2 separate regions of the Sus scrofa genome follow, and region 2 is linked to region 1. The links are chromatin contacts, called in public Hi-C maps. All regions are on one chromosome and are shown on one strand. Each heading gives the region's core, a stretch centred on a gene start, on an enhancer-like site or on the middle of the called end of the contact. The rest is flanking DNA. Distances are from core to core; before and after follow the strand shown. Region 1 holds the start of COMT (catechol-O-methyltransferase). Region 2 holds the start of DGCR8 (DGCR8, microprocessor complex subunit).

Region 1 (4,652 bases), core at 1,355-3,854:
GTTGCCATCTCTTTGTCTTTGAGTTGTAGGAGTTCTTTATATATTCAGGATTTTAACCCGCATCACATATGTGGTTTGCAGATTATTTTCTCCCACTACGTGGGTGGTCCTTGGCTCTCCTGATAGTGTCCTTTGATGTACAAAGTTTTTAATTTAGTGAAATTGAATGTATCTATTTGTCTTTTGTTGCCTGTGCTTTTGGTGTCATCTCTAAGATTCCATTGCCAAATTCAAGGCCATGAAGATTTACTGTGTTTTCTTCTAAGAGTTTTGTGATTTCACTCTTCAAGTCAGGTCTTGGGTGCATTTTGAGTTATTTTTTGTATGTGGTGTGAGGTACGCCCTCTTGTGGGTGGAATTCTAGTTGTCCCAGAGCCAACTGTGAACTCTCCCATGGAGGGGTCCTGACACCTTGTAAACACCAATGTGAGGGTTTGTTTCTGGCCTCTCAGTTCTGTCCATTGGTCTTGTGCAAGAACCACACTGCAGTAGCTTCATGGTAGGTTCGAGATCAGGATGTGTGAGTCCTCTAGCTTCATTCTTTTCCAGAATTGTTTTGGCTCATGTGGGTCCCTTAAGACTCCATATGACCTTCAGGGTGGGTGTTGCATTGTGTCTGAGGGTCTCCGCAGGTAATGATGACATCTTGACAGTGTCAGTCTCCAGTCCGTAAATGTGGAATTTTTTTTTTTTTTTTGTCTTTTTGTCTTTTTTGTTATTGTTGTTGTTGCTATTTCTTGGGCCACTCCCGCGGCATATGGAGGTTCCCAGGCTAGGGGTTGAATCGGAGCTGAAGCCACCGGCCTACACCAGAGCCACAGCAACTCAGGATCCGAGCCGCGTCTGCAGTCTACATCACAGCTCAGGGCAATGCCGGATCCTTAACCCACTGAGCAAGGGCAGGGACCGAACCCGCCACCTCATGGTTCCTAGTCGGATTCGTTAACCACTGCGCCACAATGGGAACTCCGGATGTGTTTTCATTTATGTGTCTCCTTCAACTTCTTTTTTTTTTTTTTTCTTTTGAGGGCCGCACCCACAGCATATGGAGGTTCCCAGGCTAGGGGTCTAATTGGAGCTGTTGCTGCCGGCCTATGCTAGAGCCACGGCAACGCCAGATCCGAGCCGTGTCTGCGATCTACACCACAGCTCACAACAACGCTGGATCCTTAACCCACTGAGTGAGGCCAGGGATCGAATCTGCAACTCATGGTTCCTAGTCAGATTTGTTTCCACTGCGCCATGACAGGAACTTTCCTCAACTTCTTTCAGGCTCTCATGATGCTAAAGTGTCACTGGTGGTGGCCTCATACAGACCCAACCAGACCTCTGTGGCTGTCCCTCCCAGGAGGCCCCTGCCGTGAGGCGGGAGTCAGGAGATAATAGCATTCTGCTCAGAGCTTTGCCCCTCCCCTCTCTTCTGTCAAGAAGCAGGTTTGGAAAGTGTGCTTGGCAAGCCCCTTAAAACCCCCCTAAGGAGTTCTCGTTGTGGCTCAGTGGTTAACGAACCTGACTAGTATCCATGAGGACGAAGGTCAATCCCTGGCCTCACTCAGTGGGTTAAGGATCTGGCATTGCCATGAGCTGTGGTGTAGGTCATAGATGCGGCTTTGATCCCGCATTGCTGTGGCTTTAGTGTAGCCAGTTGACCCCTAGCCTGGGAACTTCCGTATGCCAGGAGTATGGCCCTAAAAAGACACACACAAAAAAGATCCATCCTTTGCTGCTGAGCTCAGAGGAAGAGTGTGGGGGTGGAGCCATCTGGCCAGAGTGGGGCAGGGGGAGAGCTGGCGGGACCACTCTGACCCACTCACCCCTGCTTACTCTGTCCCATTTAAACAGGCCACTGTCCACGCCTCCCTGTTCATTCTCTGCTCTGCCTGCCAAGCTCCTCCTCATGGTCTAGGGTGTTGGGGTCTACAGTCCTGTGCTGTGCCGGAGGGTCTCCCCTCTAAGACCCTTGGCCTGCCTGCTGTTGAGATGGGAGCTTCTCAGAGAGCAGGGTCCTGTGTGGCCGCTGGCTTTCCAAGGTCCTTCCCTTTGTGTGACCCCATGAGTGACTATTGGCCTTTCCCTGTGTATGACCTGAGTGACCACGGGTCCCAGAGGAAGCGTCACGCCTTTCTTGGTATTTAATCCTTTTTTGTCTTAACCCTCTGCTCCAGTACCAGCTCATCTGACTGGGGCCCCAGACAATTGCCCAGAGGGGCCCTTGCCAGAGAGTGCAGGAGAGGGCCCCCTGAAAGTGATGTCCTTAGGCTGCCAGGGAAGGTAAGAGGCAGCTGGGGGTGGGGGCAGCTGTGACTGGCAGCCCCCAGCAGGACAGCTAGATGAAAGATGAACCTGCTCTCACTTGGGGCATGGCTGCAGCAGGAAGTGGTTTGCAGGTGGGGCTCTGCTCACTGGGAGCTGGCAACCTGGCATCTGGCTGGCCTCTGAACCTTTGGCCCCATCAGCACAAAGGGGCAGAGCAGCACTCCCAAAGTGGGATGGTGGATCAGCCAGGAGAGCCAGTCGCTAAAGCCAAGGGGCGTGGTGCTCCCAGGGGGCCGTGAGGCTGCCTGGCCCTAGCCTTCTGCCCTCCCCTTCGCCCCACCCCTTCGCAGATGCTAGAGGCCCTGCCCCTGCTGCTGGCAGTCTGCTCCTTGGTCCTGGTGCTGCTGACACTGTTGTGGCTGCTGCCACACCCGAAGTGCTCTCTCATCTTCATTGCCTGGGAAGAGTTTATCCTGCTTCCCGTCAGGAACCTCCTCATGGGCAGCAGCAAGGAACAGCGCATTCTGCAATATGTGCTGCAGCACGCAGTGGCGGGGGACCCAGAGAGCGTGCTGGACACCATCGACACCTACTCCTCTCAGAAGGAGTGGGCCATGCACGTGGGCAGAAAGAAAGGTAGGCAGTGTGGCAGCCAGCACGGGAGAGGCCATGGTTGCCATGATCCCCGGTGTGGGCTGAGGCCCAGTCTCCCACACCCCGGTGAGGTTCAGGCCCTGACACGCGTGACCCTGTCCCCATGCAGAGGGAGGGATGTTTGATGATAAGCCCCTGGAGGTGCTGTTCCAGGTGGCCTTGCTCACAGGGGCCAGAGGCCACAGCAGTCTCCTTGGGAGCCCTGCACTCTCACGCCATCTGGCAGAGCCAGTGCTGGCACAGGGCGGGCAGTGCCTCCTGGGTGTTCTGGCTGGGCATGAAGGCATATAGCAACCCTTGGACCCTGCCTGGTGCAGATTCCAGGCCCTCCCCCAGGCCACCTCCTGACCTTTGGCCTCTAGCCTGGGTCACATGCCCCCTGTACCCAGAAGTTGGACCCTGATGACAGATGTAATAGCCACGGTCTGGCCCCCTTGGACCTTCTGACAGTGTCTGGCTCAAGGAAGCTGGGAGGCTCTGAGTGCCACCTGAGGACACAGTGGGGTGTGGTTTCCACAGAGGGCAGCTCTGATTCAGGATGAGCATGAGTCACCCAAAATGGTGGGAAAGAGGGAACAGCATGTGTGGAAAGCACAAAGGCCTGACGGGCTGGAGTTGAGAGGGGCTGCCTCTCAGTGGAGAGGGAGCTGAGCCAGGAGTGGGAGTGGACCAGCCCCTTTGCCTGCTCATCTCCACCCCCGCAGGCCAGATCGTGGACACTGTGGTGCAGGAGCAGCGTCCTTCTGTGCTGCTGGAGCTGGGGGCTTACTGTGGCTACTCGGCTGTGCGCATGGCCCGCCTGCTGCTGCCCAGCGCCCGGCTGCTGACCATCGAGCTTAACCCTGACAATGCTGCCATCGCCCAGCAGGTGGTGGACTTCGCAGGCCTGCAGGACAGGGTACGCTGCTGTCCCAGGGATGACAGATGTGGACACTGAGACTCTGGGGGACCAGGAGAGCAGGGAGGGCTGGGTCATAGCGAGGCCACATTTACCCAGCTGGCTGGCATCCAGTTTTACAGAGCAGGAGACCTGAGACTGCCCAGAGGAACGGGCAGAGCCAGGACCTGTCTCCCAGAACCCCAAAGTAAATTGCCAGTGGGCATGCATGGGGTTTGGGTGGGCTGTTTGCCCTGGGGGCCGGACACTGACAAGGGCTCTTCCAGGTGACCGTTGTCGTCGGGGCATCCCAGGACATCATCCCTCAGCTGAAGAAGAAATATGATGTGGATACGCTGGACATGGTCTTTCTTGACCACTGGAAGGACCGGTACCTGCCAGACACGCTCCTGCTAGAGGTGAGCCTTACACATGGCTGCTAGGTCAATGGGCCTCAGCCCCTGAAGAGCCAGGTTCCCCAGCTGAGCCCTGCCATGGGGGCCCAGTGGCTTGGGCTGGCCCGCCTGAGGTCAGGACATGATGGGGAGCAGGGGGCTCAGGGGCCCAGGCAGCATGGATTCTGAAGGAGAGGGGTTCTGGGCAGAGGGAGTGGCCAGGGTCCCACCAGGTGGCAAGGTGGCAGGGAGGGTGAATCTAGGGACCAAAACACCTGGGCTGAGAGGGCCCAGGGCTGGGGAGGCAGGAGGAGGACAGCCTAGTGGCCGTGCGGCTCCCCTACCCATCCTGATCCTTGTCGTGCGGCCCCTGTGCCCCTATCCCCCATCCCCCATCTCCAGTCTGTCCATCCCTCAGAGCCAGCTGCTCGGCCAGCACCAAATGGTGACCAGTGGGACTGCGTTGTCCC
Region 2 (4,652 bases), core at 1,551-4,050, 75 kb after region 1:
CCCCTAGGAGACCCTCAGTTCAGTTTCTCACCACCTCCAGCTTAGCAGGTTGGTCCAAGTTGCCTGGGGAGCCTCTTTATTCTCTTCTTCACCCACCTATAGAAAAATTTTATGGACACAAAGTGGTTCTTTTAGACTGCAAGGCTGTAAAACTGAGGCAGCCCTGGCTGGAGCCAGCTTGCCTGGGTGGTAAAGCAGCTCTAGCACTTTCTAGCTGTGTGACCTTGAGCAAGTTGCTTAACCTCTCTGGCTTTAACCCTTCTCAAAGTGCTGTGCGAACTGGTGAGTGACAGTGCATAAAGTGCTTAGAATAGGGCCTGGCTAAGGGTTGGCTGCCACTGCTTATCTTGGATCCTGTGTGACTTCTTTGCTTGGACCCTCCTGTCCAGTGGCCCATCTTTCTCAAGATAAGAGCCAAAGTCCTGGTCTCCCTCACCCTCACTGACCAGGCCTCCTATTCCCACTTGGCATACTGCTCTTACTTGCTACCTCTGGGGCCTTTGTTCTTCTCTGTTGCCTGGAACATCCCCTCCTCCCATGCCCACTTCCTACCTCGCTCCCTCCTTTCTCTTCAGGGGGAAGTTTGCTACCCACCCTTCCCCAATTCCTTGCTTTGTTTTCTCTTGAACGCTTCTCAGTCTTAGTTGTTACTTGTCCATCTCTCCCACTAGAATGTGAGCTCTGTGGTGAGATACTTTGTCTGTCTCACGTCCTCGGCATCTAGAATGGTGTGTGCACCTTGTGGAAGGCGTTGACCATTAAGGAAAGCTAGCAGAGGGAAAGGGAAGAGTTTGGCATGTCTACGCTGTGGAACTCCCTGAGCTCTACTGTTTGCAACTCTTCAAGGCCTCCTACCATCAGATTTTAGCATTATCATCTTCTACACTGGCTGCTCTTAGCCTTTGAGCATGGTTGCAGGCATCCCCGTCCTGTACAGAGTGTGTCTTCAGTTCCCCCCATCTCCCCACATCTTCATTTTAGTCTTCTCCCCAGAATCATGAGTTGGCTCTTGCTAGGGCCTCTGCACACCTGCCTGAGCCGAGGGGTTTGCTGGTGGTTGTGTCTGTGTCCTGTAGCGCTGGGCACGCTGACCTGTGTGTCCTTCTCTGGGATGGTCTTTCTCTGTTGCCAGGAGACCAGCCCTACTCCACTTAGTGTTCCTTGTGCACGTTCACTAAGGTTCTGAGTCTCATCGCCTGTGTGCAGTGTTTCCTTGATCCTTAGCACCTTTGTCAGATGTACCTATGGGAGGTATTGTGTTCCTTTCCCATTGAATTCAGAAATATGGGGACATCGTAGAATCTAGGAAGCTGACAGGTCGGTAGTCATTGTCCTCTTGTCCATGATAGTGCCCGCATCAAAGCAGTGGTTAGTGAATAGTTGTGGGATGAATCGATTAAATCTAAACAAGACTCTGGTTTTTATGTTGTGTCCACTTCAAAGTACACCTCCCACACTCTGTCCCTTCCTGTAAACTTCTTAAACCTGTGATATTTGCTGTTTCCTGTTCTGTCTGCAGCCAGCAAGCAACCCTGAGTGGCGTGAGCATGCGTGTATGTACATCTGTGTGCATGGTGTGTTCATGCGTGTGTCTGCACGGTGTGGGGATGTGCGTGTGTGCATTGTGTGTGTCTGCACGTGCTTTTGCCCCGATGCCCACCCTCCCGCAGACCTCTGGACTGCCTCTCACCTACCTCAGTCTTCCCTTTTGTTTTGCTTCCTCTGGAGTGGATGTCCCAGGGTTGCATCCTCAACCCTCTTCTTGGTCAGTGTTTCCTCTCTGGGAGGCCTCTCCTTGCCCATTTGTCCTGGGCCAGTCCTGGCTCCAGAGTGGTGGCCTCAGCCCCTGTGGGACAGGTCTGCCTAGAGGCTCTGTCCACTCTGTGCAGGCCCCGGCCTGAGTGCCACAACGCTTGTCCTCAGCCCCTCTTGTCTCTTCTCTCCACCGCCACCGGTCAGCAGTGCTGTCAGTTCTGTGCCTGCTATTCTCGAGGGCTCTGTCCCTGTCTCCAGAGCCTCTTTCACCCCTTTGCCCTCTGCCTCGGGTGTAGGCACTGTGCCTGGCATGGCTGTTGGCCTCCCTTCTCAAGTAGGGACTGAATGGTGGCAGGTTAGTCACTTCACCCCTAGTGGCTTGTTGCTCCCAGGATGGAGCCAGGCTCCAGGTGTCTCCTGCGCCCCCGCCCTGACCCACCCTGACCAGGCCCCCTTCCCCACAGCCACCACCCCTCCTCTCTTGAGAACAGAACCTTGCCACCTTTGGGCCCCCCAGCACGGTGCATCACTATCCCCATCCATGTGCCCTGGGGGTCAGGGGTAACAGAGCCCCTGGCCGTGCCTCTGAGGCCCTAGTGCCGCAGAGTTGAGCCGAGGGTCTCACGCTGGCCTGACTGCCTGGCCCTCGCAGGTGAGTGGATTGCTATCGATGTGCTGGAGGGAGGCCACGCATCTCTGTGTGTCCCAGAGAGGGCCGCACACTGTGCAATTTGCCTGGTAAACCGAGTTGGGGATGCTGTGGTGAAGTTTAGTGGAGATTTTTTTTTTTTTTGTAATCCTTTTTGAGCCTGAAGATAATATTGTTTTTGTGCTTCTGAAGTTGGAATTACAATGAACAGTTTAAATTTGGATTTAAATGATAATTTAGGTTCTGAAAAAAGTGAAGGTTGATTGTTTTGAAGCCTAAAAGATTCTCTCAGGCAGTATTATTTTTAAGTTCTGACCACATGTTAGTAGCGCTTGGTGCCAGGGAAGCGGGAGGTCTCTTGTCATTTTGTGACAACATCTTTACGTCTCTTCGCAGGTGGAGGAAGACAGGTGCCCCTCCGGCATGAAGACAGACTCGCTTAGTCGTCAGTCATTTAAGCTGAGTGCATTGTGATTTCCAATAATTGAGGCAGTGGTTCTAAAAGCTGTCTACATTAATGAAAAGAGCAATGTGGCCAGCTTGACTAAGCCGCAGCGCGGGCAGGACGGCACCTGGGTCTCGACGGACTTGTGCATGTTAGCTGTGTAGATTTATGTAAGGTTTTTTTTTTTTTTGTTTTTTTTGTTTTTGTTTTTTTTTTAAAACTCTGGTCTTTTAAACTAGTCTTAAGCACTTTTACTATGGAGACGTGTGAGAGCCCCTGTCCTCTCCCGCGTGAGCCCGCAGGAGGAGCGGTCATGGAGAACCCAGCTTGCCCCCTCCCAGCGCTGCCCCATGGACAGTCTCCACCACCTCCCCTGCAAACGTCCAGTGATGCAGAGGTAATGGACGTTGGCTCTGGTGGTGATGGACAGGCCGAACCCCCTGCCGAGGACCCGCTCGACTTCTACGGAGCTTCTCTTCTCTCCAAAGGATCCTTCTCTAAGGCCCGCCTCCTCGTAGACCCGAACTGTAGTGGCCACAGCCCACGCACTGCCCGGCACGCACCTGCGGTCCGGAAGTTCTCCCCTGACCTTAAGTTGCTTAAGGATGTAAAGATTAGCGTGAGCTTTACCGAGAGCTGCAGGAGTAAGGACAGGAAGGTGCTGTTCACGGGAGCGGAGCGCGACGCGCGGGCAGAATGCACCCTGGCCCTTAGCCCTGTCAGTGGAGACGTGCATGCTTGTCCTTTTGGCGGGAGCATTGGTAACGGGGTAGGCATAGGGAGTGAGAGTGCTGATAAGAAGGATGAGGAGAATGAGCTGGATCAGGAAAAGAGAGTGGAGTATGCAGTGCTGGATGAGTTAGAAGATTTTACTGACAATTTGGAGCTAGATGAAGAAGGAACAGGCGGGTTCACGGCTAAAGCGATCGTGCAGAGAGACAGAGTGGATGAAGAGGCCTTGAATTTCTCCTATGAGGTATGTTGGCGGCCCCTCCTTTGGAGCACTCTTAGCGAACCCCAAAGAGAGGTGTTGGAATTGTGGCACCTTTTGAAAGCCGGTGTTGCAGGGAGAAACACTGACGTGAGGTGGAGCCATTAATGTGAACAGAGAAAGCTGCCAGGAGTCCAGGTTTTCAGACTTTGCTAATGAAAAGCTTGGCCGACAGGTCTGCCTCCTGCCCTTTGTCGCCGCTGAGCTGGAAGGAGCTGCTGGCCACGCCCCCTGGTGGCACGAGCACCTGCCCGAGCCTGTGGTTCAGCTGTTGGTTTCATCCCATTTGTTTTTCAGATGATCACGTGCCATAAAGGCCCACCTAGACCCCTTGAGAGCGCCTCCTTTCTCATTGTCACTGATGCTGTGACGCTTGCCGTCGGGCAGGAGCTGGGTGCTGGGGCCAAGGGGTCTGAACAGCATGTTTTGCAGGACGACTTTGACAATGATGTTGATGCTCTGCTGGAAGAGGGCCTCTGTGCCCCCAAGAAGAGGAGGATGGAGGAGAAGTACGGAGGAGACAGCGACCACCCGTCCGACGGGGAGACAAGTGTGCAGCCGATGATGACCAAGATTAAAACCGTGCTCAAAAGTACGTTGGGCCAGTGAGCACTGAGCGTTACCGGGTGGCTTGGGGCTGCCCTCTGAGGGCGGGAGGGTCCTGTCTGTGTGGGGAGGTGGAGAGGAGACGCCCAGACCCAGCTGCAGGTGGGGCTGGAGCAGTGTAGCATGGCGGTTGGGGGCAGGGCCTTTCAAGGAGGTTGGGCAGAGGCCAGAGGTGGGTGCCAGCATGGTGGCTGGTTTGGGTTCTG

The links. A called contact is a pair of places that touch in the nucleus more often than the background predicts.
Region 2: a contact with region 1 is called in a Hi-C map of epiblast stem cells, with 1.7 times the contacts expected there. The contact joins the promoter of DGCR8 here to the promoter of COMT in region 1. A contact is called at or near these places in 2 of 47 Hi-C or Micro-C datasets (embryonic fibroblasts and epiblast stem cells).

What each region holds. Positions count from the first base shown.
Region 1 is chr14:51,395,735-51,400,386 of Sscrofa11.1, forward strand. It overlaps COMT (catechol-O-methyltransferase), which reads left to right and starts at 2,605. Exons shown (of 4, transcript NM_001195330.2): 1 at 2,605-2,892; 2 at 3,615-3,808; 3 at 4,075-4,206. The coding sequence starts at 2,607.
Region 2 is chr14:51,470,712-51,475,363 of Sscrofa11.1, forward strand. It overlaps DGCR8 (DGCR8, microprocessor complex subunit), which reads left to right and starts at 2,801. Exons shown (of 13, transcript NM_001206919.1): 1 at 2,801-3,825; 2 at 4,273-4,432. The coding sequence starts at 3,106. MIR1306 (microRNA 1306) reads left to right here and starts at 3,207; the gene lies at 3,207-3,286.